Linked DNA regions of Gossypium hirsutum: region 2 is linked to region 1. Evidence: chromatin contacts called from public Hi-C data. All regions are on one chromosome and are shown on one strand. The core of a region is the stretch at or near the end of the contact, and the rest is flanking DNA. Distances in the headings are between cores, read along the strand shown. Region 1 holds the start of LOC107955041 (fasciclin-like arabinogalactan protein 7). Region 2 has its middle 19 kb from the start of LOC107956810.

Region 1 (6,294 bases), core at 829-3,328:
TTTATTGAACGGTTTAATAGGTTGTGTTGATTATTTGAAGGATATTTAGCCCAACAATGAATGACATATTACTTGGGAATCTTATATTAAAAATCGGATCAAATTAAATCACTTCAAGTCAATCTCTTTCAATATGGATTTTTGGATTTGATTGAAATTCTATGTGATTGGCTGCCAAGAGTCCTTGATTGATTTATTATCTATTATTATATTGTAAACATTTTATTGCATTATTGTTTTAATGGCATTGTTAGAGATCTTCTATGTTAGCAAGTCTCGAACATAAATTTATTTAAGGGAGAGGCTTGTATAGGTTTTTTTGTAAATAAAAGTTTTTAGCAATTATCTTGTTCAAGTTGGTGAATTTTTTTTTAGAGTGCAAATTGTTAGTAGAATCGATTTTGTTGTGGTTTTACTTGCTGAGTTCATTGGAGTAAACTTAGTAGTGAAAGTATTGTTCTTCAAAGTTTGAAAGTGAGGAAAATCATCATGGTATGTGTGATAAGTTAGGTTCATTTTGTTGTAACCGTTGAAGAGAGAGAATATTTCTCACTGAGTTAAGCTCTACAAATGTAGGAAAACCGAACTGTATAAACAATTCCTATGTGTCTTATGTTTTCGATTTCCAGATTTAGTACCGGAGAAGTACCCACTTTCCTGTCACTCCTTTCAAGCACTTCGCTTAATCACTAGTAACGATTTAACAATTTAAAAAACAAATTAAAACAATCTATAATAAATAAGCAATAAGAAATTATTAAGAATATTATTTAAATATAAATAGATGTAATCAATGCTGAATTATTATTTTTTTCTCTTAATATCATCTTAATCAGTGCCGACACTTCTCTTCCCAAAAATTTCCCCTTTTTTTCTTTAAATAAATAAACTTCCACAAGTTTTATGGTCTTATTTAATTTTTTTAATTATTACTTATCTTTAATTAATTTTATTCTAATCATATATGTTTTTTGGCACAATACTTAGAATTATTTATAATCCTTCCCTAACTCATAAATAGGAGGATAATGCGATTCAATATACTTAAACTCGCATCCTCCTTCATTAACAATAATGCACAGTATTAAGACTCAATCAATTACTTTTAACTAATTTTAGATATAGGAAAGACCAATTTATGACGTATGAAAACCTTGGATGAGAAATAAAATGATGATAAAGTATGGTGAAGAGCACAAGAGTTGGCGTCTCAAAGGATTAGAATACTAATTAGTTTAAAAGTGATTAAGAAAGCCTACCTAACATGTCCTCTTTCCTTCAAAAAGTTGCCAAATTAAAAAACATAAAAAATATGCATTAATTTTCCTTTAAGGGAAAGACCGCCCATTCTCTTTCAATCCAAATATAAATAGTTATATTTTTTTTAGTCATTTTTAGTCGTTAAATTTATTTATTTTTCCAAATCAAAAAAAAGTTAACATTTATTAATTTTATTGGCATAATATTCACATGACAATCTAAATGTATGTTACGTTGATAATTAATTATTTTTTAAAATATTAAAAATATTAAATTTTTTTATAATTTTTAATTAATTTAAATAATTATATATTTTTTAATTTTTTAATTTTTAAAATTTTAAAAAATTATTTAAGTGTCAATATGGCATCCATGTGGAAAGTTAACAAACATTAATATTTTTATCCAGTTTGGGATGATTTGACAAATAGTACAAATTTAAAAATTAAAAGAAACGAAAAATTAAATAAATGATTAAAATAATTTTTTTTAAATTCGAGAAACAAATAAATCATTATGCTTAAAAAATAATACAACTGTTTGAATTGTTGTGGTCGTGGTTAATTGAATGTATAAATAAAATATTTAAAATAAAAAATTCAAGGTATAAGAATGATGAAATTATTATTTCAGATATAAAGAATGATAATATTATTTTAATTTGATTACAAAAAGTTAAAAAGTTTTATTGGCAATTAATATAAAACATAATTCTTAACCATAAAATCTATACGAATGAGACATTAAATGAGGTCCATGTTCTCTCTTTCTTTTCTTTTTTTTCCCCTTAAAATATTACCACAAAAATAAAAAAATTATCAAAAAAAAAAAGAACACATCTTTATATAGCGTCTCCCAGCTTATACCAATCTGCTACATTGGTCAGCGAAGGATTAAGCTTTCTTTCTGAATTCCTCTTTAGCAAGGTTTTTGTCCTTCATTTCTCTGCTCTCATTGAAATTTGCTTCTGTTAAAGTTGCATTCTTTAGTTCTTCTTTCAAGTTAATTTAATGCTGAAGTTAAATCTAGAATTTTTTTTTAAAAATTTTTCTTTTTAGCTTCTGTTGATGTACATTTCTGGTTGTAGTTTTTTTTTTCTCCTTCTTGATTCTTGAGGAAGTTATTTGGATTTTCAGGGAACTTCCAGTGTGAAGTTCAATGTAAAGTGAATATTAGATTTGATCTGGGTTTTTGTTCTGAACTTTGATTACTCGGGGAATTTTGTTACTCAACTTCATCTGAAGGAGCTCAAGAGCTGAAAATTGTTTGTTTTTATTTTTATTTTTGAGTTTTGGTCTTCACATTTTTATGTCATCTGCAATTCAATTGTTTTAGATCCTGTTTGAAGTTGCTTATCTAGATTGTGAAATGCGGTTTTGATCTTAGGGAATTTTATATCAGTTTTTTGTTCATAATGTGATGGGTTTGATTCTCGTAGGAATTTGGACCGAATACCAAATTTCTGGGAAAAATGCAGTTTTCCAGGAATTTTATGATAATTTGTTCTGCATTGCTCCTGTGCTCTTCCTTGACATATGGGCAAACGGCTAGTCCACCGGCTCCGGTGGCAATGACCCCAACTCCGACACCTGCACCGGCTCCGGCACCAGAATACGTAAACCTAACCTATTTACTCTCTGTGGCTGGTCCATTTCACACTTTCCTTAACTACCTTGAATCAACTAAAGTGATTGACACCTTCCAAAGCCAAGCCAACAACACTGAACAAGGCATTACAATTTTCGTACCGAAAGACGATTCGTTCAAGGGTCTTAAGAAGCCGTCATTGTCCAATCTCAGTGATGATCAGCTTAAATCGCTCATCCTTTTCCATGCCTTGCCCAAATACTATGCCCTTGCCGACTTCAATTACCTCAGTACAAAAGGCCCTATCACTACACTTGCTGGTGGCCAATACACTTTGAATTTCACCGATGACTCCGGCACCGTGCACCTCGATTCAGGATGGAGCAAAACAAAAGTATCCAGCGCTGTACATTCGACCGATCCCGTCGCGATATATCAGGTGAATAAGGTCCTTCTTCCTGAGGCTATCTTTGGTACCGATATACCTCCAACGCCTGCACCATCCCCAGCTCCTGATATTAGCCCAGCTGCGGATTCTCCATCCGCAGACTCGAAAGAAGGCGGTTCTCCGTCGAAGGCTTTGCCATCGGATTCAGCTTCTCATAGGGTTATGAAGTTGAGCATTTGGAGTCATCTGGTTTTGGCAGTCTTAGGTGGGTTGGTTCTGCTTTTCTAATAATAAGACTTCATTTTGAGTCTTAAAGTTATGTTCATGGGGGGCAGCACACCTCTGAGTTTCTCAATTGAATTTACTTCGATTATAAAACCATTTTTTCTTGTATATGTTCTTAAGATTCTGTGTTAAGAATGGAAGTTCTTGTGTTATAATTACCATTTCAAGTTAAATCGCCTTTTGCATGGATTACTGTTTTCTTTTATTTACTTATTATTAGAATTCATGTATAAGTAACTTCCACGGCTTACAATTTATATTAAGTCAGACACAACAATACGGGTGAGTGGTGACATAAATAGCACTAAAAAGCTGAAACGAGATAAAACATAAAACAAAATCAATTGGTTTAACAAAATATTTTTTTATATTATCTTCAACGATTTTTCCACATAAAGAAAAATAAAAGTAAATACTAGCTCAATAATTATCTAACATTTAACTAACATTAAGCGGTATTATATAATCATATCATAATACAAAAAGACAACTTATATTAGTAGATAATCTTAACATGTCCTTAGTCTTATCGGAAACAAGCAAACTAATTAAAAGACCAACATGTCATCTATCAACTTCAATTGGGAAGATACCTTATCTTAAGTATCGAAGTTGATGACTCATAAAAGATAGAGACATAGATGTGACTGACTAAACTTATGGTAAATCAGACATGACCTAAGTAGAATAAAGATTAGATCCGTTTATGGATTTATTCACTTTCACTTGTCACGTTCATAGTGTGATATACCTTAATCCCGAATGGATGATAAACTATGTATGCGTAACGTGTATACTTTGATGTAAATGAAAGCATGAGTTCAAAATAGATAAGAAATAGAAAGCTAGTATGTTGGAAATACAACTTTTGTAGTATGTAGCATCATTCCACAACAGTGAATTTCATAACCCAATAAAGGGTAAATTATACCCTATCATAGCCTAATCTCAATGATGATCAGCTTAAATCGTTCATCATTTTCCATGCCTTGCCCAAATACTATGGCCTTGCCGACTTCAATGACCTCAATACAAAATGCCCCATCACTACACTTGTTGATGGCCAATACACTTTGAATTTCATCGATGATTCTGGCACCGTGCACCTCGATTCAGGATGGTTTCTGCTTGTGATCCCTCTTCGCTTTTGCAAAATTGAGTATCATTTGCCCAAGCTTCAAAGCCTCATTCTCTAGCTCCACTTTCATTTCTTTACTAATCACGAAAGTCTTGGATCGCTCTGGACAATCCCGCTTCCTATACGGACCACAACACAAGAAAGCACTCCACTGACTTCTTCCCATTCTCTCTAACTCTCTTAGCTTTAATAGAACGTACAAGCAAACCAAGTCTTATTGATTTCTATCTAGCTTATAATTCCCTTCGATAGCATATATCATGGATCGTTTCGAAAAATCCCTCACAATATGCAGACCTTCGCAACGAAAGCACCTCACTGGCCTCTTTAGTTTGCTGTTGGGCTTCTACTTCCTATTCAGTGGTTTCCTATTGCCACAATTGTTGTTGCTATTCTCGATTGACCCTTCCTCATCTCTCTCATCGTTGCCCCTCTCTCTGAGCTTTGTTTCTCCTCAAAACAAGCTCAAATAAGGACTCTACTACAATCATAGCTTTGGAAAGTTCTTAGACCTCTCAATGTTGCAACTCTTGTTTCACCCACGGGCTTTAGCCCATCCATGAATGAGTAAAACACCTCATTCTTACCCAAATTAGAAATCTAGAGCATGAGTTCACTAAACTCCCGCACATACTCCTCTATTGTGTGTTGTTGTGTAAGCCAGCGCAACTTAGCTCGAGCCTTATCCTCGGCATACTCTGGGTAAAATTGTGCCTTGAATTCTCTATGGAACTCCTCCCAAGTCCTAATAGTGGTACCATCTCATTTCTCATTTGTGGACCTATGACTCCACTACAACAAAGAAACATCAGTAAAATACATGGCAACAATATTTACCTTATAGCATCATTCACGATGCCTTTGGCATGGAAGTATTGCTCCATCCCCCACAAAAATTTGTTCACATCATTTGCGAACCTCGTCCCATTGAACTCTTTCGACTTCGAGGCATATACCTTAGGCATAGGTGTCGTAGCCAACACCCCATTACCCGAAGACTTTGCAGATATTAAGCTCCCCCTTGAGCTCCTCAATATTTTCCTTCAAGGTTGGCACCGTATCCTTGAGAGCATCATTCTTCTCAATTACCTCGCCCACAGCAGTATTTAGGACCCCTTGCATCACATCCATATTGTCACTGAAGGCCTTTGAGACTTGGTCATTGAGTTTATCATACCTCGATTCCAACTCTGTGGTATGCCCATCAACTTCCTCGAGGGTCTCCTTCACATCACCCATAGAGCCCTCAAGTTTGGCCACCCTACCATCTAAAGTTGACAGCATATCCCGCGATCAACTTACTTTCCTAATCCTCTCACGGGTTTCCATTGGCTCTTGCTTGCCTACTCTTTTCGACATCTTAAACGGTGCATTCACAACCTTAGCTCGGATACCAACTATCACGGGGCTAGATATTTCGTTTCGCAATTCGTGCAACTTTAAACAATTTATTCACTCCAAATGTGCCTAAGTCAGTCTAACTTTCGCAAAGTGAGAATTCTCGCAGAATTTCTCTAAGGTGCTAAAAAATATAGCGGAAATAACTCGAAACAAAAAGAGCAACAAAAGTTTTGGAAAGCTACAAGAAAATAATGCACATCAAGTGTTTGATTAAATGCACTCGAAATATATTATT
Region 2 (6,277 bases), core at 1,098-3,597, 190 kb before region 1:
TCATTATTAACATATCCAGCCATCCGCCTGCAAAACATGGTGATATGAGCTTTAGGGCAACTAGTTCCATTGTACTTTTCAAATTCTGGCATTTTAAACTTGTGAGGGAGTACCAAATCCGGGACTAAGCTCAGATATTTAGTGTCAATCCCATGATAGTTTTCAGTGATTTCCATTGCCTTAAACCTCTCCTCGAGCCATTCTCACCTTTCCTCCAACTGTTTTGGCAATTCTTCTTTTATTCTTTCTTTTTCAGCCACTTCATCAAAGTCAGGAATGACAGAGTTAGTAGGCTTATTTTCGGGGTTAGAGCTCGATCCATCCTGGAAGTTTGAAGCACCGGCCTAAAACTGCTGAGGCCTGATTGTGACAGAAGATTTGTGCGGGTATACTTCAGCTTGGGTTCGCACATGTGGAGGAGTAAAGCCTGGAGGATAGAGGGGTTCATCATCGTTTCCCTCTTTGACATTAGCCATAGGGCCCTTTCCCTTATCACTTTCCCCAGTCAACAGTTGGGTCAACTTAGCCATCATATCTTTTTGGGATTCCACCATCTTTTTTGACATATCCTGTTGAATTTAATCTAACCACTCCTGTAGTTGTAGCTGAAGTCGGTCTTGCATTTCCTTCTGGTACTGTTCCAGCTTTTCCAATCTCTGATCCATGTCCTTAGTTTTTTTGCTCGAGTGCAGTAACGGTGTTTGGTTAGTTGGTTGGTTAGGATCTTTTAATAGTCTTTGATGCATATGATGTAATGTAATGCAAATGCATAAAATGAATGCAAAAAGAGACGTTGATTCTGGTTCAATTCTTTACTAGAACAGCTTCACTAGAAAGCAAATCTCTTTACATAAAGTTGATATATACGGCTTCGCCCTTGTACTCTAAGCGAAGACATCGATCATTTGGATATTAAGATGCATCTCGCAAATTTTAGCTCCTTTTTTGTTTGATCTAGGTCTTAACTCCGTTCTCACTCATGTTCATTAGCTTCTTTAAGAGGTTGAGACGTTTAATGACTCTTGAATAATCTTTGTCAACTTGAATCCTCATGCAACGCAGCAAAGTCATATACTCCTCTTGTTAGACTATTACACCTTTCGTGTCACGTTTTCTTAGACTATACTCGGACAACCGTATTACCTTCCACCTTATCAAGAAATTCGTTTTCCGTGACAAGCTCTCTATTTAACAACCGAACATGAATCAACACCTCTTTTCTATAATGAAATGTCATGCAGTCAAAATGCCATGCAGCCAAAGCAAAATAAACCCAAGTTAGTATCATGCATAAAGACATAATTCAACACGAACATGAAATAATAAAAGCACTTATTCAAGAGTCCACTAGGGTTTGGTATAGTTCTACCTAGGGCAAGTTCCTAAAGCTCACTATATGAGGTTTAGTTTCTAGAACAAAACACGCAGATCCTTCCTTCGGTCGGGTTGACACGCGGGTAAGGAAGGGACTAATGCCAAAATGGCGTCGTTTCGGCCACTGAACTTAAAACTCAAAACGACACCGTTTTAATATAGGTATTTAAGCCCAAAAAATTTTAAAAAATTCATTTCAACCATTGTTTTTTAAAAAAAACTTAAAAAACCTCTCCACTCTCTCTCAATTCCCCAGAATCCAGCCATTACTCCGACGCCGGTCCACCGTGGCGGCTGCCGGTCGCTGGCGACGGCGCTGCCGTCCACGATGGCCAAAAAATCAATTTTTTTTAGTTTTTTTCGACTCCCCTGCCAAAAAATAGTGTCGTTTGTCCTTGGAAACGACGAACCTCGGCCTCCAGACGGCGCCAAACGCGGCAAAGTAAATAAGTTTCTTCCCCCTTTTTTTTATTTTCTGGTAATAAATAAATAAATAATAAAAATAAAACAAACAAAAAAAATCAACTACCTCTCCACTTTTCTATCTTTTATTTCTCTTCATTCGTATCAAAAAAAAATCCCCCTCTTTTTTCTTTTTTACAATCGGTTTATATAACCGAAATAAAAAATAAAAAAAAAATACCAAAAAATACAAAAAGAATCATTATTTTCTGTTATTGTTGCGCTGTATACTGGTGTTGGATCCGCTTTTCTCACAGGTACGGAGGTCGTGGAAAAGGCGCACGTGCGCGGAGTCCGGTTCCTAGACGTGCGGCGGTTGGGGACTGTGTTGGAGGCTGTTTTAGGGTTTCTGTCGTTTGTTTTTTTGTGTGTGTTTTAGGCCAGTGGGGTGGGTTTGATGTTTGGGCTTGTTTATTGTTTTATTCTTTTTAGTGTTTATTTATTTGGACCTGGGCATATTTGGGCTTGGACAATCATGTTACTGGGATTGCCAAGGGGTATGTGCACCAAAAGTTTGCTACATTTTATTGGAAGTGTAATCGGCCTGGTGGTGAAGATCGACCATAATATAGATAATAGCTCTAGAGGGAAATTTTCTAGACTTACGGTCTACGTTGACTTGGGAAAGCCTCTAGTCTCAAAAGTTAAAAACGATGGGAAAACTCAATGTGTCGAGTATGAATCCTTACCTATGGTTTGCTTCGATTGCGGAAGATTTGGGCATAACCGAGAGTTTTGTCCACACAAATCGATGGGAAAACTCAATGTTTCGAGTATGAATCCTTACCTATGGTTTCTTTCATTGCGGGAGATTTGGGCACAACTAAGAGTTTTCTTCGCACAAATCTGGTCAAGGTGTTGCCTCGGAGAAAAAAAACAACCAGTCACAAATACGGGGTTCTGAGATGCAAAAAGAAGTTGAGGATGAGCAGTTTGGTCCTGGGATGCTTGTTGAATGCAAACAGAGGAGGAAGCCTTGATTGATGGCGAACCCCAACAACGACATAGATGGTGGTGTGGTTTGTGGTTCTAGATTCGGGTCCCTCAATGTTAATCATAGAGAGGAAAAAAAAGCAATCTTATGGATTAGTTGGCATTGATGAAAGCTGAAAATTAGGAGCACAAGATGCGGGCATAGAAGATATGGTAAGAGAGGAAGCTTCGGTAGGTTTTCCAAACAAAATGAAGACCTAAACATTCTTAAGCCTTCCAACAAAAAACGTGCATCCTCTTTCGGACAAAATGTTTATCCTTTTGATGATGGATCACAGATGGGCCCAAAAATCCTAGACAATGATCTAAATCCAATTCAATTTCAAATAGTGGGCTCAGATTTGAACAGTAGGAAAAATGTGGCGATTAAATTTTTGGCTAAGTCAGGAAATACTACTGCAAACAAAGAAATGAATCATCCCTTTACCCTTGAACCTAAATGAAACATGGGGGAGAATTTTGGCCAATACCCACTCGACGTGAACAGTGAAAGATCAGGCGAGAACACATGTCAAGAGCCAATTAATATTTCAAATGATGACCTCTCATCTCTTCCGGTTGCTCTAGCCATGGATGGCATAATCTAGGGGTTAAGTCATACTTCTAGAGAGATTACGACAATGTCAGGAGAGATAGATGGGGTGCAAGGTTCAGAGGATGAAACTCTGATGGATGTTGAATCGTTTTGAAATCCTTGGTACCATTCTCACATTTCTCCATCTTTTAATGGTGTCTTTTAATTTTCGTCTATTTTTCTGGAACTGCCAAGGGTGTGGACACCTTTGCTTTCATAATTTTTTGAAAAAGTATAGGGAAAAGTTTTGTCTAGACATTGTGACTTTTTTTGAAACACGAATTAGTGGGAATAAGGCTGATTCAATTATTGCGAAATTAGGTTTTAATATTTCGTTCAGAGTTGAAGCTTCTAGTTTTGCGAATTTCTAGATGTCCTGAAAGTTCATTCGCAGTTTATGCATATGCGCATCCATAATAACCTAAGCCATTTTTCTTTTCTCTTACTGCTGTATATGCTAGTCAATAGCAAGGTACAAGGAAACAATTATGGGAGAAATTGGGTTGGCTTGCTACTAACCTTGAGGAACCATGGTTGGTTGTGGGCGACTTTGATATTATTATGAACGACGAATAGAAAGGCGGATTTGAGTTGCACCGAGCAAGATGCAATCAGTTCAGGTCTTTCTTTTTTTAGCATGGACTACATGATTTAGGGTTCCAAGGCTCGATGTTTACTTGGAATAGGGGCAGTTTTTTCCAGAGATTTGATTGCTCTCTTTACAACGATCTTTTGCAAACATTCGCACTAAACACCACTGTTCGAAATTTGTATAAATTGAAGTCTGACCATCGTCCTATCCTTGTTTTGACTAATCCGGCAAGTATGGGGAGAGACCCTTTCATTTATTAGCAAGTTCGTTAATACATCCTAAATTCTGTGACGTCATCAAAAATTCATGGAAACTAGAAGATGATATTGCAATGAACCTGGAGAATTTCACTCAATCGGCCCAAGCATGGAATAAAACCATTTTTGTGCGAAAGCAAAGAGCCATGCTAAAATTGGGACCTATACAGAAAGCTTTGGAGCATTGTAATTCTGTGCGACTCAGAACAAGGGAAGCTGACATTCAACTTGAGATTGAAAATGTTCTAACTCAAGAAGAATTGTTATGCTTTCAAAAATTGAGAAGTGACTGGCTTTCTAATGGAGACAGAAACACAAGCTTCTTCCACAATCGAACCATGAAGCGGTGCAAACAGAACAAAATTGAGGCTTTGAAGATTGATGGTACTGGGTGGTGCTACGATGATGAAATAATAAAGATCCATGCTATTGAGTACTTTTTCAAAGTTGTATATTGTAGAGCAATACTCGATCGGGAACTTCCCTGTCCAGGGTCGTGTCCCAAAGTTGGAGGATTGTCTCTTAAGTGTACTGAATGTTGTGGTTACTATGGATGAGATTCGATAGGCGGTCTTCAGCATGGCACCTTTAAAGGCTCCTGGAGTTGATGGATTTCATGCCAAATTCTATCAAGGCAATTGGGATATAGTGGGCAACAGTGTATTCAAGATAGTTAGACATGTTTACATAGGAGGACCTCTGGATCTAAGACTAAAAAAAACCTTATTGGTCTTTATTCCAAAAAGTTTAGGTGTGGAATCCATCAATTAGTATAGACCCATTAGTTTATGTACCGTTTTATACAAAATCATTACAAAGACAATAGTCATCCAACTTCAAAAAGTCATGCAAGTCTTGGTAAAACAAAATCAATCTAGCTTCATAACCTCGTGTTGCATTTCAGACAACATCATCATTGCATAGGTGGCAATTCATACGATGAAGTACACGAAAAGCAAAAAAGGGTTGGATGGCAATAAAAGTGGATCTAAAAAAAGCTTATGACAAAATTTGTTGGGACTTCTTGCAAAACACTTTGAATGATACCGGTTTGCCAAGAATTCTTGTTCGAACCATCATGCATTGTGTTTCTTCGCCTTCTATGCAATTATTATGGACTTAGACAATTTTAATTAGACTAGAGGTGTAAGACAGGGGGATCTTTTCTCTCCCCATCTTTTTGTCTTCGGTATAGAACGGTTAGGCCATTTGATCGAAGCTGCTATTGAAGAAAAGACATGGGGACCGTTTTCTTTTTCTCAATGAAGGCCAACAGCATCTCATATTTTCTTTGCCAATGATCTTGTCTTTTTTTTGTAGACTTGATAAGAAGGGAGTAGATTGTCTTAAGAATGTTCTAAATATTTTTTGCAACTTCTCTGGCCATCGAGTTAATAGATTGAAGACTCAGGTATACTTTTCTCGCAATGTTTTTGAAGTGGTAGCAATAAGTTCGGGTGACAAACTTGGTTTTACTAGAGTAAACGATTTGGGGAAGTACCTCAGTGTACCTTCTTTTCACAATAGAGTTGGGTTTAATACTTTCCAAGACATTTTGAACAGAGTTTGAAGTTGATTTAATGGTTGGGATGAACATAAGTTATCTCTAGTTGGCCACCTTACCCTGGTTAAGTCAGTGTTACTAAGCATTACTTGTTAGTTGGAAGGATTGTTGTGTGCAATGGTGAATGGGGGGCTAGGGATTCGGTGGATTCAAGATCAAAACAAAATCTTTCTTCTTAAGTTGGGTTATAATTTGATCGCTAATACAGAAGCTTTCTAGGTTTGGGTCTTGAGGAATAAATATAGCATTAATGGGTTATTTCTGAATGATATTCACCGTAGCAACTGTTCATGCATTTGGCGGTCTTTAGCTAATGTTTGGGATGATGTTAAAAAATTACTTATATATTCCATACGAGATGGTAGATTGGTTAAAAAAGGAATAATATATGTGCTATATCTCTCAACAAGTATGGGAATAACTTCAATATTAAAGCATCTTCAGATACTTCGGCTAATTTG

What was found. Hi-C and Micro-C count contacts between places; a contact is called where the count stands out from the background.
Region 2: a contact with region 1 is called in a Hi-C map of leaf, with 2.9 times the contacts expected there. The contact joins the enhancer-like site here to the promoter of LOC107955041 in region 1. A contact is called at or near these places in 10 of 34 Hi-C or Micro-C datasets (anther, callus, fibers and 2 more).

Annotation. Positions count from the first base shown.
Region 1 is chrD07:51,351,694-51,357,987 of Gossypium_hirsutum_v2.1, reverse strand. It overlaps LOC107955041 (fasciclin-like arabinogalactan protein 7), which reads left to right and starts at 2,078. Exons shown (of 2, transcript NM_001327631.2): 1 at 2,078-2,186; 2 at 2,699-3,688. The coding sequence starts at 2,732. The coding sequence ends at 3,523.
Region 2 is chrD07:51,542,666-51,548,942 of Gossypium_hirsutum_v2.1, reverse strand. No RefSeq gene overlaps it. Among protein-coding and RNA genes, the nearest start is that of LOC107956810, 19 kb to the left of the region's middle. Within about 2 kb of position 2,347, at least 9 of the 9 cell types and tissues checked have an H3K27ac peak or open chromatin away from gene starts, as enhancers often do. A contact at or near this core is called in fibers, hypocotyl and leaf, where this site is marked.